Linked DNA regions of Hordeum vulgare: region 2 is linked to region 1. Evidence: chromatin contacts called from public Hi-C data. All regions are on one chromosome and are shown on one strand. The core of a region is the stretch at or near the end of the contact, and the rest is flanking DNA. Distances in the headings are between cores, read along the strand shown. Region 1 holds the start of LOC123396078 (TPR repeat-containing thioredoxin TDX). Region 2 holds the start of LOC123396095 (plant UBX domain-containing protein 2).

Region 1 (5,240 bases), core at 894-3,393:
GCGCATCAACGCCCTTCTTTTTGTAGAGCTGTGCCTTATCACGCATTTCTTCAGAGACTTCAACCGATGGATCTCCCATCTGTAACAGCCAAGGGCAAATTAACAACATCAATTTTTCACACCACCAGCACAGAACATATGGTTGATGGCTCTATCAAAATCAAACCACTTTTCACCAAAATCCTGACCTTCTGCAGAGGATCATTGTCCGGCTCAACAACTTCCCCCTCCAATTCAATGTCTGACTCCATGATTTCATCCTCAAAGCTGTTCTCTCCCACCTTCGCCATGCCTTCTGACGCCTTCTGCATAAACCAGAATTCACTAAAGTTCAACTAATCTGTAAAGTTTTTGTTTGAATAACTTGCACAAAACCAACTACTAGGACTAACTGCATCCAACGTTAAGAATAATAAAGATAATCTTGCACATCAATGACGCCCAAATCATCAACAATAGGGTGTCAGCGGCACACAATGAAGATAACAAGAAAGATTACCAGAACCCTCACTCCAAGGCTGCAAACAGGACCAAGATGCATGTCAGGAACAACAGAACCAATAAAATTCATAGGAAAAAAGAAAAAAACAAGAGGGAGAGTGGAACGGAGGGACGAAAGGCTTCGTCAAAGTCCAAAACAAAATGATTTCTTCGATGCTTCCTCTCATTTTGGTGCCAACAGGATAAGCGAAGAATCCGATTGAACGAGATCACCTGATGAGGTGTCCATGAAGAAGAAGAGGGAGGGATACGCGTCAAAAAAGAAGAGGGAGGGATAGTGGAGGAGACTAGGTTTGGAGCGGCAATGAGCGATAAGAAACTGCACTGGGCCACCGCCGCATCGTCCAGACCATCTTCCACCTCTTACCAGTTGATTGCAGGAGTTTTCCCCTGAAATAAAGGTGATGTTTCTGAACCCTGGGTGACAGGGATCTATGGATTGGTGATGGTGATGAACTCAGGATTGAGAGGGAGATCCCATGGAGATGTAGATTAGATGTATCTTTGGTGCTCATTATTTTTTATCTGCCAGATCGACCGTGTATTTATGTAGGGAAGTCTTATTCAGAGAAACTGTATTCCATTTATTGTGGTACAAATAGCTAGTTTCACTTCCATATTATATTTTGTGAAATACTTCCATCATAAACCATGTTAAAATCGATTCTCGCAATAAATGTGTAGATGATGTGCAAAATCAGCCTGATTGCCCAAATACCATAGGCTGCGATATTTTCCAGGCATAAGAGGGATGTCATGGACAACATGGCAGATTGTTATGCTCTATGATCATCTGTCCGCATTATGATCTGATTTGCGAGCTCATGTTATGAATTGTATTACTAGTGACTCTATGCTGTCCCCAACGAATGCAACATTTTATAGAGAATCATCCTACAGTTCAATTTGAGCTGCGAGGATTTTTCCCATAGGTTTGCGTATTGGTACATGATTATGCTTTGAGCGTCGATGACAGAATTACTTAGCAACCACGGACTTTGTCGCTCAGTGTAAGTGATAGTTTATAGTTTCATTTATATGAACAGTGGTTGCTTCTCCAGCAAGAGGAGCTTGGAACTGAATTAGGCAACAGAACCATGACAGAATTTTAGGAAGGCCAGAATTACCAACTCACGCAACCATGGGAGAATCAATCAACCAAGCTGAAAGAGACGTGCCGAACCCACAACCAGGAGAACCTAGTACCCGGATTTTGCAATCTAGAAGCTACAGCCATAGGCAGAATGAACCACTTCATCGGCCCGAAACGAACGCTAGAGAATTTTACCAACAATATTCAGTAACGACGCACATGCTACGAATCAGCCCAACAATATTCAGTAACGACGCACATGCTACAAATCACACACCGTGGACGGGGAAACTCTAGGGTACGCAGCAGCGCAGATCAAAGAGGAGGCCAGGGCGCTCACCTTGTCTTGACGCGGACCCGGTGCCGCTGCACGGAGCAGGCCCTCGCTTGTCGAGAGGGCCGGTGTTGCTCGCTGGAGCCCTGACGGCCGCCGTGCCCTAGCTTGGTAGAACGACCGAGGGTGGAATCGCCCCAGCCGCACGCAGCGCCGCCGGCCGTTCGAACTCGCTTGCTTTAGTCGGAGCTGTCGGGTCTGTCTCGCGGTCACGGCCGTTCGGTGCAACCGTGTGTTTACTCGCCAGCACTAGTTGTGGGCCTGTTTTTTAGGTAAGTTGTGGGCCTTTTAGCAGCCGCAACTTTGCAAGTTGGTTTTAGTCGCCAGCGCTAGCTATGGGCCGTTTAGAGCCGAACCCATGCATCCGATGCCGGCCCAAATATATGAAGCCCGTGTCTTCTTTTTTTTGTCGAATATATGAAGGTGTGATTTCTTATTTTCTTTTCCAAAATTACCCTAAAATGTCATCTCAATTTTGTTTTTTTTTACTGATGAAACACGGCTGCTCCTTATCGCATAAAAAATGTCAAGCATCCTTGCGAAAATAATACAATCTACTATTACTTTTTACGTTACTGTTCATCCAGGTGCATATGCATCCGGGAGCCAAAACACCTCTCCCTTTTTGGAGGCTCTACTTTTTTGCCCATATCACCATGAATTCTATTGTTTCAAAAAAGTTTACACGTAGATAGAACACTAAGTAATCTTTATTGCCAAAATAGTTTAAAACTTTTTGAATCTTTCTAATTTTTTACTGTTTATGGTGGGTGCATCCGTGCTGGGGAGTAAATTAGCACTGAGACTGACAGTACCTACATGCTCACACTTACCCTCGACCAGTGAGAATCTCTAAAAGTGCTCGACAAGAAGAGGAACTGCACGTTAAAAGGGTCATTTTCTCAACCTGTGAGCTCAGCTGGTTAAATATCCTCATCTGGAGAAATATCTAATAAACCCAAAGCAAAGCAAGAATCACCAGTAGTACAACCAATTTGGGGGCATCTTTCTTGGAATTCCCAACATATATGTACGTATGGTACGGTCAAAGTAAGCCCATGAAGCTTTCAGTGTTCGTCTGTGAGGTTAGAGAAATAAAACAACGGAGAATAAAATAATAAAAAGAAAGGAAAGGAAAGGAAAGGGAGATACTGTACAGCATACAGTACATCCGTTCATTGCGGAGTACCATCTGGCATCCACAATTTCAAGCAAAACCACCCAAATTAAGGATCCCTGTAGTGGCTGGCCCAGGGTGGTTATCTGATGGTTATCTGAATTCAGTGCTCACCTAGAAAGATCTATAATTAGATATTCACACAGATCTTAGATAAAATAAATAAATAGGTAATTCACCACCCAGGCTCATCCGCGCTGATGAACAATAAATTCAAAAAGATAGCTAAAATTTTGAAGAAAAGTGTAACTTTCTGGCATGAATATCTTCAGTTCATAGGGAGCATGCAGATTCATGGTGTTTGGATATTCAAAGTTTCTTTCATAATTACATTTTGTTTTGCCACGACCTCCTCAAATGTCTGAACATCCCGAATTTTTACATGCCTAAAGAATTCAGATTTGTTTGATTTCTTTTACTATTTTATTCAAAGTTACTGTTCATATCCCTATGTACCGAAATCGCGCCACTTAATCGCAAGAGCTCAAGCATCCAACATTATGAAGCTCTTGTATCCCGCAAGCCTGTAGAAGTTGGTAAAAACAAAAGAACAAGAACAAAACAGCTCTGCGGCCGATGGTGGAAATTTGTAAGCCTATAATTTCATACTGCTAAATTAACATGTTTCTTTCTGCAATACAATGGGCGCAGGGGCAAAACAAAAAATAACAATCAAGAGTCTGCAAGCGACAGCTCTCTTGTTAGTTAGGTGGGGTGTTGCACCAGCTAGACCAGCATTACAGGTCGCGGACTAATTAACCAAAACAAAACACATCATAAACAAGAATAAGAGCATCATCAATAGGAGTAACATATATCATGCTGCCTGACTTTTCCCAATATCCCTTCTCCCTCCTCCTGCCTGGATGCAAAATCTTATTACGGTTTTGCATCAGCCATCATGGTTGAATTTGAACCTATGGACACCGGAAGATTATTATATCGGATCAGATGTGTAGTTTTGTACTCGGGGACTCCCCGCTAAAGCTGATGTTCCTGGGCCGGCCGCCTAGACGCAGCGACTCCTCATGGTTGCTTGAGAAGGCGATCTCTGTGCATGATGAGGACTTGCTGTTGTTGTCGTTGGCGCTTCCGACCGTGTCGCTGCTCTCCATCGGGCTCTTGGCTGATGGATACGGCGCCGTAGTTGTCACTCTGCACAGAGATAAGCACGAAGGCATGATGAATATCAGCCTATGACCACAAATACAGGATATGGTATGTAGCTAAGTTCACTAGTAAATGTTCTGTAATACTCGTATAGCAGGACTAAATTCTGAAGGTTGTAGTACCTTTCTTTCCTTTTCTCCAAGAATCGGGCAAGGGACGCCTTCCGGGCTTGAGGAACAGCTGAAACGGAAAATAACGACGTCAACACATCATCCAGCATATGCGTATCAATTCAAGATATACTAAACATCATCAAACAGCACAAGATGCACGCGTAAGCATCCATACCTCTTGGCATAATACTTGCAGCAGTGGTGGAGGCTAGTGTCACAGGATGAGTGGACGACGAAGGCTGACTCGTGGGAGGCACAACCAACTGGCCTGAAGATTTTGGCGCTGTCGAGTCAATGTTGGAGCTAGAGGCGCTCTTGGGGACGCATGCAGCTTGGGACACCATGGAGATCGGTTTGGAAATGCCTGACAAAGGAGGCGAAACACGTTGTGGCATCTGAGGTAGCATCTGCTTTGCAGGTGAAAGCTCAGGTGCTGCGAGTTTTGCCGGAGTGAAAAAGGTTGCATCTGGGCTGCGAGTAACAGTACTGGGTGCAGCTGGAAGAGATCCTCTGCTAGCTAAGAACATGAGTTCCTGAGCCTGTAACGACGAGGAAAAAATATTCAGCTTAGCCAGCGAACCTAAATGAAATGAAAACTGCATTACCAATAGGAAGAAAATAGTACTGTACCTTTTCTGCTGAGACGTTGTTGAATACATTGACAGAACCAGCGTAGAAGATGGTTAATTGCGCTGTCTTTGGCTTCGGCATGTCCCTTTACAAATAAGACAGGTTACAGTTCAGTTTGAAAGTTGGATTTTACAGATATTTTTGAAAATCAAACAGGGCCAAATTATCTACCTTGATTTGTACACACCAACGGTGGAAGCAGCGACCGCATTGTTCATCGCG
Region 2 (4,929 bases), core at 68-2,567, 480 kb after region 1:
GACGGAGGGAGTATGATGGAGTAATATAGACTGCAAGTTTCCGGGATTCCACAATATGTCATGGAAATGGTACCACATTGTTAAGACAGACTTCCTATATATGAACATGACTGCATAATTTAGCACTGATCTCACAGAAATGGCATCACATTTTTATGATCTATTGGTGTAAGCACATCAATATTTAGTCGTTTTTACTCATTACTAAGTTCAAACAAAATCTATTTCTCACGAGTAAAGATGTGACATGTGTACACCAAGAAAATCATAGTGTGGACAAACCAACCTATCCATGCAGTTCAATTCATTGAGCAAAATATGATCATCCACATAACCAATTGATGGAGTAAACATTGAATTAGACGCCTGCTCACCTGACGATCAACAATCTTGTTAACCTCCTTTTGCTCGTCAACTCCGCTGCGGCAGCTCTCTTTGGACTCAGACCCGGCCAGAGTAGGTAGCGATGCCGAAGGATGGGACCTCTCAAGCAGTAGCACGGCCTGCCTGATCCCGCTAAGCCTCGCTTCCGTAGGAGTCTCGTCCATCGCGGCAAAGAGCTCCCCGCTCTCATCCCCGATCGTGAACCCTACCGCCTCGAGGAGCTCAAGCCCGCCCTCCCTGTCCGCCACGGCCTCCTTGATCCTAGGGTTACCGAGCCTGACCCTCCTGTACTTGTCGTTGCCGGGCTCCTTGAGCAGGTTGCCGAGAAGCTTCTTCACGACCTCGGCGGCCGCCGCGGGCGGGTTCGCGGCGAGGTACGCGGCAGCGCGGGCGCGGGCGCCGCCGGCCGACGCGAGGCAGCCATCGAGGTGCTCCGAGACGGCGTGCTCGGAGGAGAAGGCGTCGCCGCAGTTGGGGCACACGACCGTGTCGCCGCCGTTGGCATCTGGGCGGCGGGAGGAGGAGGAGGAGATGACGGCGGTGAAGGGGGTGAATTCGGAGGGGCCGGGCGGGCGCGGGGGCTGCTGCTTGGGGGCGGGCCTGGGGCTAGGGTTAGGGTTTGATTGACGGGAGGAGGAGGTGGAGGCGGAGGGGGGAGGGCCGGAGCCGAGGACGTGGGAGGGGCCCTTGAAGGACGGGGCGGAGGAGGAGGTGACCTTCTTCATGAGATCCTTCATCTTGTCCTTCATCATGGTCGCCGGCGGCCACTAGGTGTAGGCGGCAGAGGAGGAGGAGGATTGGCGTGGACGGGGAGTAGACTCGGTGGTGGTTGCCTCCGCGGGGTTCGAGGGGAAGAAGCAACGCGAGGGGAACAGATTGATAAAAGAAGGAAGAGCTACGGTGGTGGAGATCCAGCTGGGAAATGAAGCCGGCGTCCGGCAATCAGGCAATGGCATGGTACTTCGCTGCGAAGGCATCTTCGCCGAGTGGGCCGGGATGAACTCGGGACTGAAACTGGGCTTTGTTGGAGAATAGCACTTGCGCTCTACCCGTGGGCTTAGGCCCTGTTTCTTTAAAAAGTCCTAAAACTTTTTTTTTAGAGGGTGTTTGGATACGTTTTAGTCCCATGACTAAAAATAATGAGACTAAAACTTGCTAGCCTCACTCATGCTTGATTCAAATACTAAAGAGACTAAAATCAAGTTAATGAGCATTTATTATCCTCCAAACCCTCCAATCCAAAACTTGCATGAGGAGTTAAATGAGGAGAGAGAGGACTAATGCACATTTTAGTAGGGGTATCCCTGACTAAAAGATTTTAGTCTCAAGACTAGTTTTAGCCTCTCTTTAGTCAGGGTTGCTTGGAACTTTAGCCTCTTAAAGAGACTAGTTTTAGTCAAACTAGTTTTAGTCTCTTGGATCCAAGCACCCTCTTAGTCCCAACTAAAAAGTCTTTAGTCCTTACCGGTTTCTTTTCAGGGACTAAACATGGACTGGATGTCATTAAATTACATGCAAAAAGACCATGTTACCCCTAGTAATGTAGTAGAAGTTATTAAATGACATATGCTAAAAGTAGGGGCATGATAACCCACAAGTATATAGGAGATCGCAATAGTTTTTTAAGGGTAGAGTATTCAACCCAAATTTATTGATTCGACTCAAAGGAAAGCGAAAGTATATTCTGAAGTATTAGCAGTTGAGTTGTCAATTCAACCACACCTGAAAGATTTAGTGTCTCCAGCAAAGTATCAATAGCAAAGAAGTATGATAGCAGCAGTAGCAACAGAGTAACAGTAGCAGCAGTGACAGCAGTAGCGGCAAAGTAACAGTAGCAGGGACCAGTAGGAAAAACTCGTAGGCATTGGATCGGTGATGGATGATTATGCCGGATGCTATTCATCATGTAACAGCTATAACACAGAGAGATATGTAACTAGCTCCCGTTCGTCAATCTAATGTAGGCAACTATTCCATATGTAGTCATACGTGCTTAGGAAAAAGAACTTGCATGACATCTATTGTCCATCCCTCCCGTGGCAGCGGGGTCCTAATGGAAACTACGGGATATTAATATTCTTCTTTTAATAAAGAACCGGACCAACGCATTAACACTTGGTGAATACATGAACTCCTCATACTATGGTCATCTCCGGGAGTGGTTTCGGCTATTGTCACTCCGGGGTTGCCGGGTCATAACACATAGTAGGTGACTACAACTTGCAAGATAGGATCTAAAACACACATATATTGGCGATAACATAATAGGTTCAGATCTGAAATCATGGCACTCGGGCCCTAGTGACAAGCATTAAGCATGGCAAAGTAGTAGCAACATCAATCTCAGAACATAGTGGATACTAGGGATCAATCCCCGTCAAAACTAACTCGATTACATGATAGATCTCATCCAACTCATCATCGTCCAGCAAGCCTACGATGAGATTACTCACGAACGGTGAAGAGCATCATGGAATTGGCGATGAAGGAAGGTTGATGATGACGATGGCGACGATCTCCCCTCTCCGGAGCCCAGAACGGACTCCAGATCTGCCCTCCAGATGAAGAACAGGAGGTGGTGGCGCCTTCGTATCGTAAAATGCGATGAATCCTTCTCCCTGATTTTTTTCCGGATGAAACGGACTATATAGAGCTGGATTGAGAGGCGGTGGAGCGTCGTGGGCTCCACAAGCCTGCCCGGCGCGGCAGGGGGGCGCCTGGTGGGCTTGTGGGCTCACGGCTCCACTCCCTCCGCTGATTCTTGCGCCAGTATTTTTCATTAATTCCAGAAAAAATCTTCGTAAATTTTCAGGTCATTCCGAGAACTTTTATTTTTGCGCAAAAACAACACCATGGCAATTCTGCTGAAAACAGCGTTAATCCGGGTTAGTTCCATTCAAATCGTGCAAATTAGAGTCCAAAACAAGGGCAAAAGAGTTCGGGAAAGTAAATACGACGGAGACGTATCAACTCCCCCAAGCTTAAAGCCTTGCTTGTCCTCAAGCAATTCAGTTGACAAACTGAAAGAGACAAAAGAAAAACTTTGACGAACTCTGTTTGATCTTGTTGTTGCAACTATGTCTAACTCATAACCAGAATTTCAGCAAGATCACAAGCAAACCACATAAGCAAATGACATCTAGGTCTCACGGTAAACTCATATCAATGGCATAATCAACTAGCGAGCAAATAATAATAAGTCTCAAACGTCAACACTTCAATCAAAACAATCATGAAGCAGTACGAACAGATGGTATCTCGCTAACTGTTTCTGAGACCGCAAAACATAAATGCTGAGCACCTTCAAAGACCAAGGGCTCACTAAACATTGTAATTCATGGCAAAGAAGATCCAGTCACAGTCATACTCAACACAATTAAAAGCAAAGCATAAAAACGACAGAGGTGCTCTCTAATTGGTGCTTTCATAAGAGGAGGGTGACTCAACAGGAACATAAATAGACAGGCCCTTCGCAGAAGGAAGCATTGATTTGCAGAGGTGCCAGAGCTCAAGCTTTTGAAAACAGAGATAATAATTTTGGGTGGCATGCTTTCATTGTCAACGCAATGACTAAGAGTTCTCACCATCTTCCACGCTACACATGCTATAGGCGGTTCCCAAACAGAAAAGTAAAGTTTTGACTCCCCCACCACCAATCAATCACAATCCACGACTAGCCGAATCCTCGGGTGCCGTCCATACCAACATCAATCCAGGGGGAGTTTTGTTTGCAATTATCTTTTCGATTTGAGCATGGAACTAGGAATTCCAATTATCGGCCCCTTTCTCATGAATGATAGTATCAAGGATAACACGCCTAGCATGGAAGATACTAATAGCCCCCTGTCACCACATGAGCGGTTCGGCATGCAAAAGAGATTATTTCTTGAAGGTTTAGAGAGTGGCACATGCAAATTTACTTAGAACGGCGGGTAGATACCCAAATAGGTAGGTATGGTGGACTCATATGGAACAACTTTGGGTTTATGGAAGTGAATGCACAAGCAGTATTCCCGCTTAGTACGAGTGAAGGCTAGCAAAAGACTAGGAAGCGACCAACTAGAGAGCGACAACAGTCATCAAAATGCATTGAGATTAACTAACATTGAGTGCAAGCATGAGTAGGACATAAATCACCATGAACATGTATATCATAGAGGCTATGTTGATTTTGTTTCAACTACATGCGTGAACATGCGCCAAGTCAAGCCACTTGAATCATTCAACGGAGGATACCATCCTATCATACTACAACACAGTCATCTCAAAATTCATGTGGGCATCCAAGACAAACCATTATAAGCTCCTAGCTAAGTAAGCATGGCATAAGAAACTATGATCTCTAAGTTGTCATTGCAAACATGTTTCTCTCACAACAAGCTGAATCAGGCACGATGAGCTGGTCATATTTACAAAAACAAAATAGATCGAGTTCATACCAGCTTTTCCAGGCTCAGTCACTTCATCATATATCGTCATTATTGCCTTTCACTTGCACGATTGAACGATGTGAACAATAATAAGCGTGCTCATGCGTTGGACTAA

The links. Hi-C and Micro-C count contacts between places; a contact is called where the count stands out from the background.
Region 2: a contact with region 1 is called in a Hi-C map of seedling, with 7 times the contacts expected there. The contact joins the promoter of LOC123396095 here to the promoter of LOC123396078 in region 1. A contact is called at or near these places in 4 of 6 Hi-C or Micro-C datasets (leaf and seedling) and 1 of 1 datasets of contacts at active chromatin or transcription factors (embryo).

What each region holds. Positions count from the first base shown.
Region 1 is chr5H:424,218,549-424,223,788 of MorexV3_pseudomolecules_assembly, forward strand. It overlaps LOC123396078 (TPR repeat-containing thioredoxin TDX), which reads right to left and starts at 2,144. Exons shown (of 9, transcript XM_045091108.1): 1 at 1,935-2,144; 2 at 189-305; 3 at 1-79. The coding sequence starts at 290. It overlaps LOC123396079 (protein TIFY 6b-like), which reads right to left. Exons shown (of 7, transcript XM_045091111.1): 3 at 5,190-5,240; 4 at 5,019-5,103; 5 at 4,564-4,927; 6 at 4,398-4,455; 7 at 3,683-4,260. The coding sequence ends at 4,053.
Region 2 is chr5H:424,700,710-424,705,638 of MorexV3_pseudomolecules_assembly, forward strand. It overlaps LOC123396095 (plant UBX domain-containing protein 2), which reads right to left and starts at 1,318. Exons shown (of 3, transcript XM_045091132.1): 1 at 375-1,318. The coding sequence starts at 1,136.